Linked DNA regions of Mus musculus: region 1 is linked to region 2. The links are chromatin contacts, called in public promoter capture Hi-C maps. All regions are on one chromosome and are shown on one strand. The core of a region is the stretch at or near the end of the contact, and the rest is flanking DNA. Distances in the headings are between cores, read along the strand shown. Region 1 holds the start of Pantr1 (POU domain, class 3, transcription factor 3 adjacent noncoding transcript 1). Region 2 holds the start of Tfap2b (transcription factor AP-2 beta).

Evidence for each region. Promoter capture Hi-C pulls out the DNA fragments that hold promoters and counts their contacts.
Region 1: a promoter capture Hi-C map of embryonic stem cells shows a contact between it and region 2. The contact joins the promoter of Pantr1 here to the promoter of Tfap2b in region 2. A contact is called at or near these places in 2 of 39 promoter capture datasets (cranial neural crest and embryonic stem cells), 5 of 484 Hi-C or Micro-C datasets (embryonic stem cells and epiblasts) and 1 of 115 datasets of contacts at active chromatin or transcription factors (embryonic stem cells).

The regions. Positions count from the first base shown.
Region 1 is chr1:42,693,525-42,696,880 of GRCm38.p6, forward strand. It overlaps Pantr1 (POU domain, class 3, transcription factor 3 adjacent noncoding transcript 1), which reads right to left and starts at 1,301. Exons shown (of 4, transcript NR_027826.2): 1 at 1,223-1,301. It overlaps Pou3f3 (POU domain, class 3, transcription factor 3), which reads left to right and starts at 2,244. Exons shown (of 1, transcript NM_008900.3): 1 at 2,244-3,356. The region is part of intron 1 of Gm46091 (predicted gene, 46091); the gene reads left to right.
Region 2 is chr1:19,206,634-19,210,492 of GRCm38.p6, forward strand. Tfap2b (transcription factor AP-2 beta) reads left to right here and starts at 2,281. Exons shown (of 7, transcript NM_009334.3): 1 at 2,281-2,615. The coding sequence starts at 2,535.

The DNA of each region.
Region 1 (3,356 bases), core at 51-2,550, about 23 Mb after region 2:
GAAACTCATAGCAGTAATTTAGACAAAATCCTCACTGTATATTAATGAAAGGCGGCCCCATGGCTCTGTTCCTATCCTCCCCATTCAGTGTAAACAAAACCACGAGACTCTTTCGGTTTTTGAGCCGGATCCAAGCAAAATCGGCAGGAAAGGAAAACACGGGGTGCTGGCACCGACTATTCAAACGTCTGCACCTGGAGATCTCAGATTTATTCAATGAAATCTGTGTTCCATCTTTTATATATACATATACGCATATATAAATATAAAAAGGAACCTTTTGGAATGGAGGGGGGAATCCGTTCTGTTTTGGGGCTTTGGTTACTGCTGCCTTTTAGATCTGTTTCTACGATGGTATCTTTTCACCCCGGCAAGCAGGAGCTGGACCCGATCCTACATAAATGCCCCGCGTCTACGGTTAATCTCGAGATCACGCAGAGGCTGCGAGGCTGCTGCTGAGCTGGAGAGCTCCCTCTGTAACTGAGTTCACAGAAGTGAGCCCTCTAGAGAAATTATGCATCGGGGAGAAGGCAGGCCAGTTCTTTATATTCGGAGCACACCGACCGCCGGGTTACGTTCTCGGCTGCTGCTTGGACTAGAAACTGCAGATTGCGGTCCGGTGCCCTGCAGCTGAGGGTGCGGGGTGCAAGCACACGCACACTCATTAAGAGTCGTGTATTTATTGAATGTCCGAATTGGGTTAGTTCATTGGAAATCCCCAAGGAGGATTTAATTTGTCCTTGTTTTCGTTGCCACTTTCTCTTTTTTCTTGGTTCGCTGAGGTTCCTCTGTGCGGCGTTTCCGCTTGGCCGCGTCGTCCCCCCCCCCCCCAACACACACACACCACACCACCCCCTCTTCTCCCGCCTACCGGGCGCACTCCTCCTCCCGGGCCCCTTAACTCTTTCAGCTGGGTTGCGGCTGAGAAAGCACTTGTCGACAGCGGTCACAGCCACCTCGCAAAACCTGAGACCCAAAGAAAGAGGAAAATAAAGCGTCCCCATGCCCAAGAATAGCAAGCGAGTGAAAACCCCACCAATGAACACACTCACACGCGCGCACACACGCACGCACACACACACACACACACACACACACACACACGAGTCAGCGGTAAAGGGGACCGGGGTGGGGGGCGGGTGAGCAGCTAGCAGCCCTAGGCCCTCTAGGCGAGCTGAGGCAGACACTGCATTCTAAAGGCATTGGGATCGAATACACTTACGATGAATCTAGGGGGACGGTCGGGCTGATTGCCTTTCAAATACCTCGCGTGGCTTCGTTGACCGGCACCCTCCAAACTCACAAGGGCACGCACGATACTTGCAAGAATCCCAGAGGAGGGTGGGTGGGAGGGAGGAAAGGAGGGAGGGGGGGTTGGAGAGCGAGCAGCCGCAGCAAGCGGTCGGACTCGCACGCGCGGGCCCCGCGCTGGTACAGGGCTGCAGGTTTCCCAGATGATGGCATCCGAGAACTTAAACAAAGAGGGTCGCCGCCGGCGCGCCGCGGCTGCACAAAGTTGCAGTGGCGGATTTCCAAGAAGCTTGGCCACAGGAGCTCTGCGCGAGGCAAGCCTTCCTTTCCCACCTCCTGCAGGACAGAGATGGGGGCCCGCGCGTGAAGGGAAGAGGAAACTTTGAAACCAGTGGGGACACATCTGTCTATAGGTATTAGCTTGAACGTACATCCGCGGCGCGCGCTTTACAAATCTCTCGCGTGGGGTGGGGGTGCGACACAACGCAGTCTAGGTAGAATGGGTAGACTGCTATTTTTCAAGATTTTTTTCCCCTCTTCATTTTCCTCCTGGTCCCCCTTCTACCCGCCCCCTCCTTTTCTCTTCCATTTCTCTCCCAACCCCCCCAGACCAATCGCGAACACAGGGAGCCGCCAAGGGAACGCAGACGTTTGGGCTGGACACTAAGAGTTAAGATGTGGCGGAGGGGTGGAGCGAGGGGGGGGGACGACGAAGGGGGCGGAGGGGGAGGGGCGTGGAGGGGAAAGTGGCGCGGAGGAGGGAGGATGGGGCGGGGGGGGGGGGACAACAGATTTCCAGCTTCTACGACGCTCTGCCTAAATTAAAAAGCAACCAATCGGAACGGCCGGAAGGGGGGCCAGGCGTCCTAAGCCAGTCATTCCAGGCTTGCCAATCACCCAGCGGGTAGCCAATCAGCAGGGGCCCTGGTGCTCGACTTCCTTGTATTTGGGAAAGTGTGGTGGTGGGTGCGCGCTTGCGGCGGAGGGTAAACATTCGACAGTCCCTGCTCTGAGAGGGAGGGACGGAGAGCGAACTGTCAGATCCTAGCGGGAGCGGGCGCTCGAGAGAAGGAGAGAGGGAGAGAGAGAGTGAGAGAGAGAGGGAAAGTGAGACAGAGAGAAAGAGAGAGAATCCGGGCGCAGAGCTAGCTCCGGCTGCAACTCTGCCCCGGCACGCCTGCTCCCGCGCCCGCCGTCGGGTACTCTAGGAGCGGTACAACGTGCCCACAGGAGTTGGTTGTGTATCAAGGATTCCCTGTATGCACACACACATCTCCACCTCCACCAATGCACTCTTCTTCCTCCTCCTTCTCCAGACAACTGCCGGGGAAAAAATAAAACATCAACCCCAACCTTCAGCAACAAGGTAACAGAACAATTCGACATTTTTTTTTCCTGTTCAATTTTTGCCTTGTTATATTTGTTTCCTAATTTCTACCCAAAAGGAAAGATGTCGCACCAGACTGTGAGTGTCGCGAGGAACATGAAAAGGGACTCTTGTTTCAGAGACGTCCAAGAGCTCCGGCAATAACAACTTCAGAGAAATGCACCATCGCAAGAAGTTTTCCTAGGACAAAACAAAACTTGAAAGAAGCGAACCAGGGGGGCAGAACAGGAGCCAGCCGCCCCACTCCGCAGACGCGAGCCGCCAGCATCACCACGCCTGTAAGGACCGGAAAAGTTTTACTATAGTAAGGGGAAACAGTAAGATGTGTTGCTGAAGATCAGGGAAGACAGCGGACCAACTAGGAGCGGCCAGATTGCTGGCCACCCACAATTTGGCCAAGGAAGAAAGGAACCGCTTCGTCCTTTGTTGTCTCCCGTGAAACCTTCGCTTAGCAGGTGGACAGAGCCCTGTGCCGGGCCAGAGTCCGCACTCGTCCGAGGACAGGAGGAGCCGCGGAGCCCTTGCTCCCCGAGAGAGCGCCCGAAGTACGGGTCCCCGCCCCAGTGGGCGAGCCTCGCTGGAGCCAGCCGATCGCTCCCGGCCAGGGGGGAGACCACGACCCCCCCTGAAGGGGCTGGCCACGGAGCTCGCCCGGAGAAGCGATCCCCCCTCCCCAGGGCGCTGCTCCTGCTGCAGCGGCGGCTGCTGCTGACCGAGG
Region 2 (3,859 bases), core at 1,031-3,530:
TAGATAATTTTAACAAATACTAAGTACGTTTCTACATTATATATATATGTATATATAATATTAAGATTTTTAAAAACACAAGTGAAATTTTGAAATTCTACATAAATGAGGCTTCAAAACAGTCATGGTGGCACACTATATTACCTATTTAAATAGTTTTATGAGTAAAATTATATCATCAGTTTGATTCGGTTTTAGTAAATGTTAAAGTTTATCTCAGATTAACCAATGCTATGCTCCAACGTGATTTTAAAACATGAATACACGAACTTAGAGAATAATGAAAGCTTTTTCCAGATGCTGTTTGGTTTGGGTTAAGGTTATCTTTAGACAATTAAAACCTAGCAGTTAAAGATTTAAAAAAGAGGGATGTAAATTATCTTGTTAATAAGTTTGTGCCTGGGGAATTTTAATTTCCAAATCTATAACGTCTATCTTTCAAATTATCAAGTAGAGGATGACTTAGTGAAAGAGTGTGGAATCCACTTTAAGTCCTTCCACACAACGACATTAAGAGGAACGATTTCCTGTCTCCCAACCATCTCTGGTGGCGAAAGGGAGACATATCTGCTGACGCTGGAAGACTAGCCTTGTTCTGTGTAGTTTAAGAATATTTTCTTTTTAGTAGAGGGAAGAGGGGAAGGAAAGAAGAAGGAAGGGGGAAGGAAGGAAAGACTAGAAGGAGAAGATCTAAAGAGAAAGAAGGAAAGAAGGGAGGGAGGGAGGGAGAAGGGAAGGAGGGGTTAGAAGAAGGAGGAAAAGAAAAGGAAGAAAAGAAATCCAACAGGGAATAGAGAAAAAGATGTGTTTCTCAAGTTCTGCCTGAAGCACCCTGCATTTCCTTCATTTGACTTACAGTAAATTAATAATAATAACAGTAACAATAATAGATCTACAGGACTGTTCATTGCGAGGTAGGAGTCCTCAGCTTGGCTGTTAGGAACCGCTGTCTTCCTCCTAGTCTATCTGAAGCCTTCTCCTACTCACGGAGCCTCCGACCCTGCCGGAGCTCTAGAATGCACTGGAGTTTAAAGACAATCTCCCTTTACAGATTCACCCTCATCAGGTTTAATAACTTCCACCCCAAATTACCCCAACCCTCCTCATTCCCTCCTGTCATTTATTTTCTGCCCCAGGGGCCAAGATCTTCTTCAGTGCCTCCCTACTGACTCCAGGGAACCCTCCGAGAACCCAGAAAGGGTGGAAAGATGGGGAGGAGAGGGAGCTAGTGAATATAGAATTCCTCATGAAATTAAAAAAAAGAAAATCCTGTGCCTTACAGGGTGCCCACTTGAGGGTAGGTTAGTGGTTAAACTTTGTACTTGTTGTTATTTATGCTTTGAAAATATTTTTTAAAAAACTAAACTTCAAAAAGCACATATTCAAAAGAAAATCTACCCCAATGCAAAATGGCCAAACAATATTTGCTCTTGTACATCTTAAAACATTTCCCACTGTTTCCTTAAACAGTACAAAGCTTAAACCTTCTCAAAGATTTGGGTGTTCTTGTCTCAAGTCTATCAGATTAAAATCACAAATTACAGGCAATAAACCCAAATACAAAATGTTCTATACCCCTGTTAAAGGTCTCAAGATTAACATTGTGTGCTTTGTTGTTTCCAACATGTAAAGGAAGAGAAAAAACTTAATAAAATGGAGACTCCAGGCAAACAGAAAGACACCAAGGAACCACTAAAAATATAGAACAATCCCTAAAGCAACAAGCAATATAGATTGTAGGGTCCACAAGATATTCAAGTTTCCAAATGTGTTAGACACAATGAGCAAAATATCAGAAACCATTGTGGTAAATAGTGGTGTTATTCTTGTTCCACAATGATACTTTTATAAGGTTGCATCAATAGAGAAATATAACTCAAAGTCAAAAATCTAGTGGTGTTTTTTTAATGCTCCCCTAAATATACAAGAATAGGAAAACTGTCTTTAAAATCTCAGTAATGGTTCTCCTAAAAGAAAAAAAAAAAAAACTATGTAGAAAATTTGGGGACTGATGTGCGTGGTTTCTCATTGTCAATTATTAAAACACTTTAGTTAGTGGCTGCATTGATTCGCCATTTTCAAAACAGATTTTTAATGTATCTATTTATATTTCTCGTTTTGAACCACTATATTCCCTTTAAATGCACGGTTAGTCTGTGGATTCTGTGACCCAGAGGTGTTTATGTAACTAATGTGACTATCTGCGTGTAAATTCATGTTTATGATTTTTTATAATATATATGTGTGCATGTGCGTGTGTGTGTGTGTGCGCGCGCGCGCGCGCATGTGTGTGTGTGTGTGTGTGTGTGTGTGTGTGTGTGTGTGTATGCGTGCGCGTTGTATCTAAGTCCTGTGTGCAATAATGTTTTTCTGTCTGCTGAGGCTTACTTCTCCAGCCTATTGTTTGAGACAACAGATATAAGTTGCGATGGGAGAGGAGCGTCGGATTTGGTGTGTATCCCCCATTTCCAATTATAGATGGATCATTACAGACAGCGGAGTCCTGAGAAACCAGACATCTGCTCCTCACATGAATGCACTCACCTCCTAGAGACCAGGCTGCGATCATGCTCTGGAAACTCGTGGAGAATGTCAAGTACGAAGACATCTATGAGGTGAGCGGACACCCCAGATGCATTTTAGAGCTTTGGAGATAGAAAACTGGAGCTTCTTTGACACCCCAGCTGATATATTTTAAGCTATTTACTCGTAGATTTCTGATCGGGTTTCTGAGGTTTCTTTAAGTTTTCTAAGGCTGGCTCTGGGAGACTTTGCTCTCCAGAAAGGGAACTTTTAAGGTTGGAATGTGAGAAGTTTAATTTAGGAGCTATTTTCTTTTCCTTTTTGTTTTTCTTTCTCTCCGGCTCTCTCCTTCCCCTTGTAGACTCTGGTAGGTAACGTGGAGCCAGGAATTCAGGCAAACAGTGAGGGAAAAACAGTCTCTCCTCATTTTGAGTACGGGACAGAATCGGGTTTTTAAGCCTCACGCCGACTGGGACTTTAATTTTTGCTTTTTAAACTTTTAATATTTTTTTTTAAATCGGTAACCAACGTACGCAGGTAGAGGGTAGATATCTAGGGAGAGCGAGGGGAAAGGAGGGATGTATGAACAAATCCAGTACCGTATGGGAGAGAGCGCGGTTTGTTATTTTTGTTTTGTCGTATTTTGATTCTTTGCGGGTCAGTGGTTCCAAGCAGAGATGGCAGCCGCCAGCGTGTGGGCATTTTTAACGAAGCCTGCCCACACTTCGTGCTACCCGCTACCGGTCCCCAGGCAAGCGCATCCCTCCCGTGCTTTTCCCTCCGCCTTGTCGGACGCCACCGAGAGCTTCCGGAGTCCGCGTCGAGCGAGGCTGTCCGGCTGCCCTTCCAGCTGGCGGGCGAGGGGAAGCGGCCCGGCTGGGGACAGATGAGGGATCCCGCGCCACAACCCGGGAGCTGGGGAGCTGAGCTCAAGAGGAAAGGAAAGTAAGGCTCAAGGGGACGTCGAGAGAGGGAAGGCAGACTCCGAAGCTCCAAGATATCTGAGGATCGGGATTAAAAAAAAAAAAAAAAAAAAAAAGCGAAAGGGGTTTAGCGAAGAGGGAAGCAGAGGCGGGGGAAGAAAAGTTGGAAAGCTACCCGCAGCAGCACAGCAGCACGAGGCTGGGCCACCGGGCAGAGGTGGACAACCCAGACTCAGTAACCGGTTCTGAAAGAAATCTGAACCGTGAGCCTTGTAGGTGTTGGGACAGCACCGCGGTGTTAGCCTTGCTCAGCTAAGAAGAGTCCGGAGGCAGGCGCTAGCTCTGTCCCTACCGCTCTTAACTGGGTCCGGTGTGTGGCCGCGACTCCTCAGGTTTTCTGGGTAGAGCGGCTA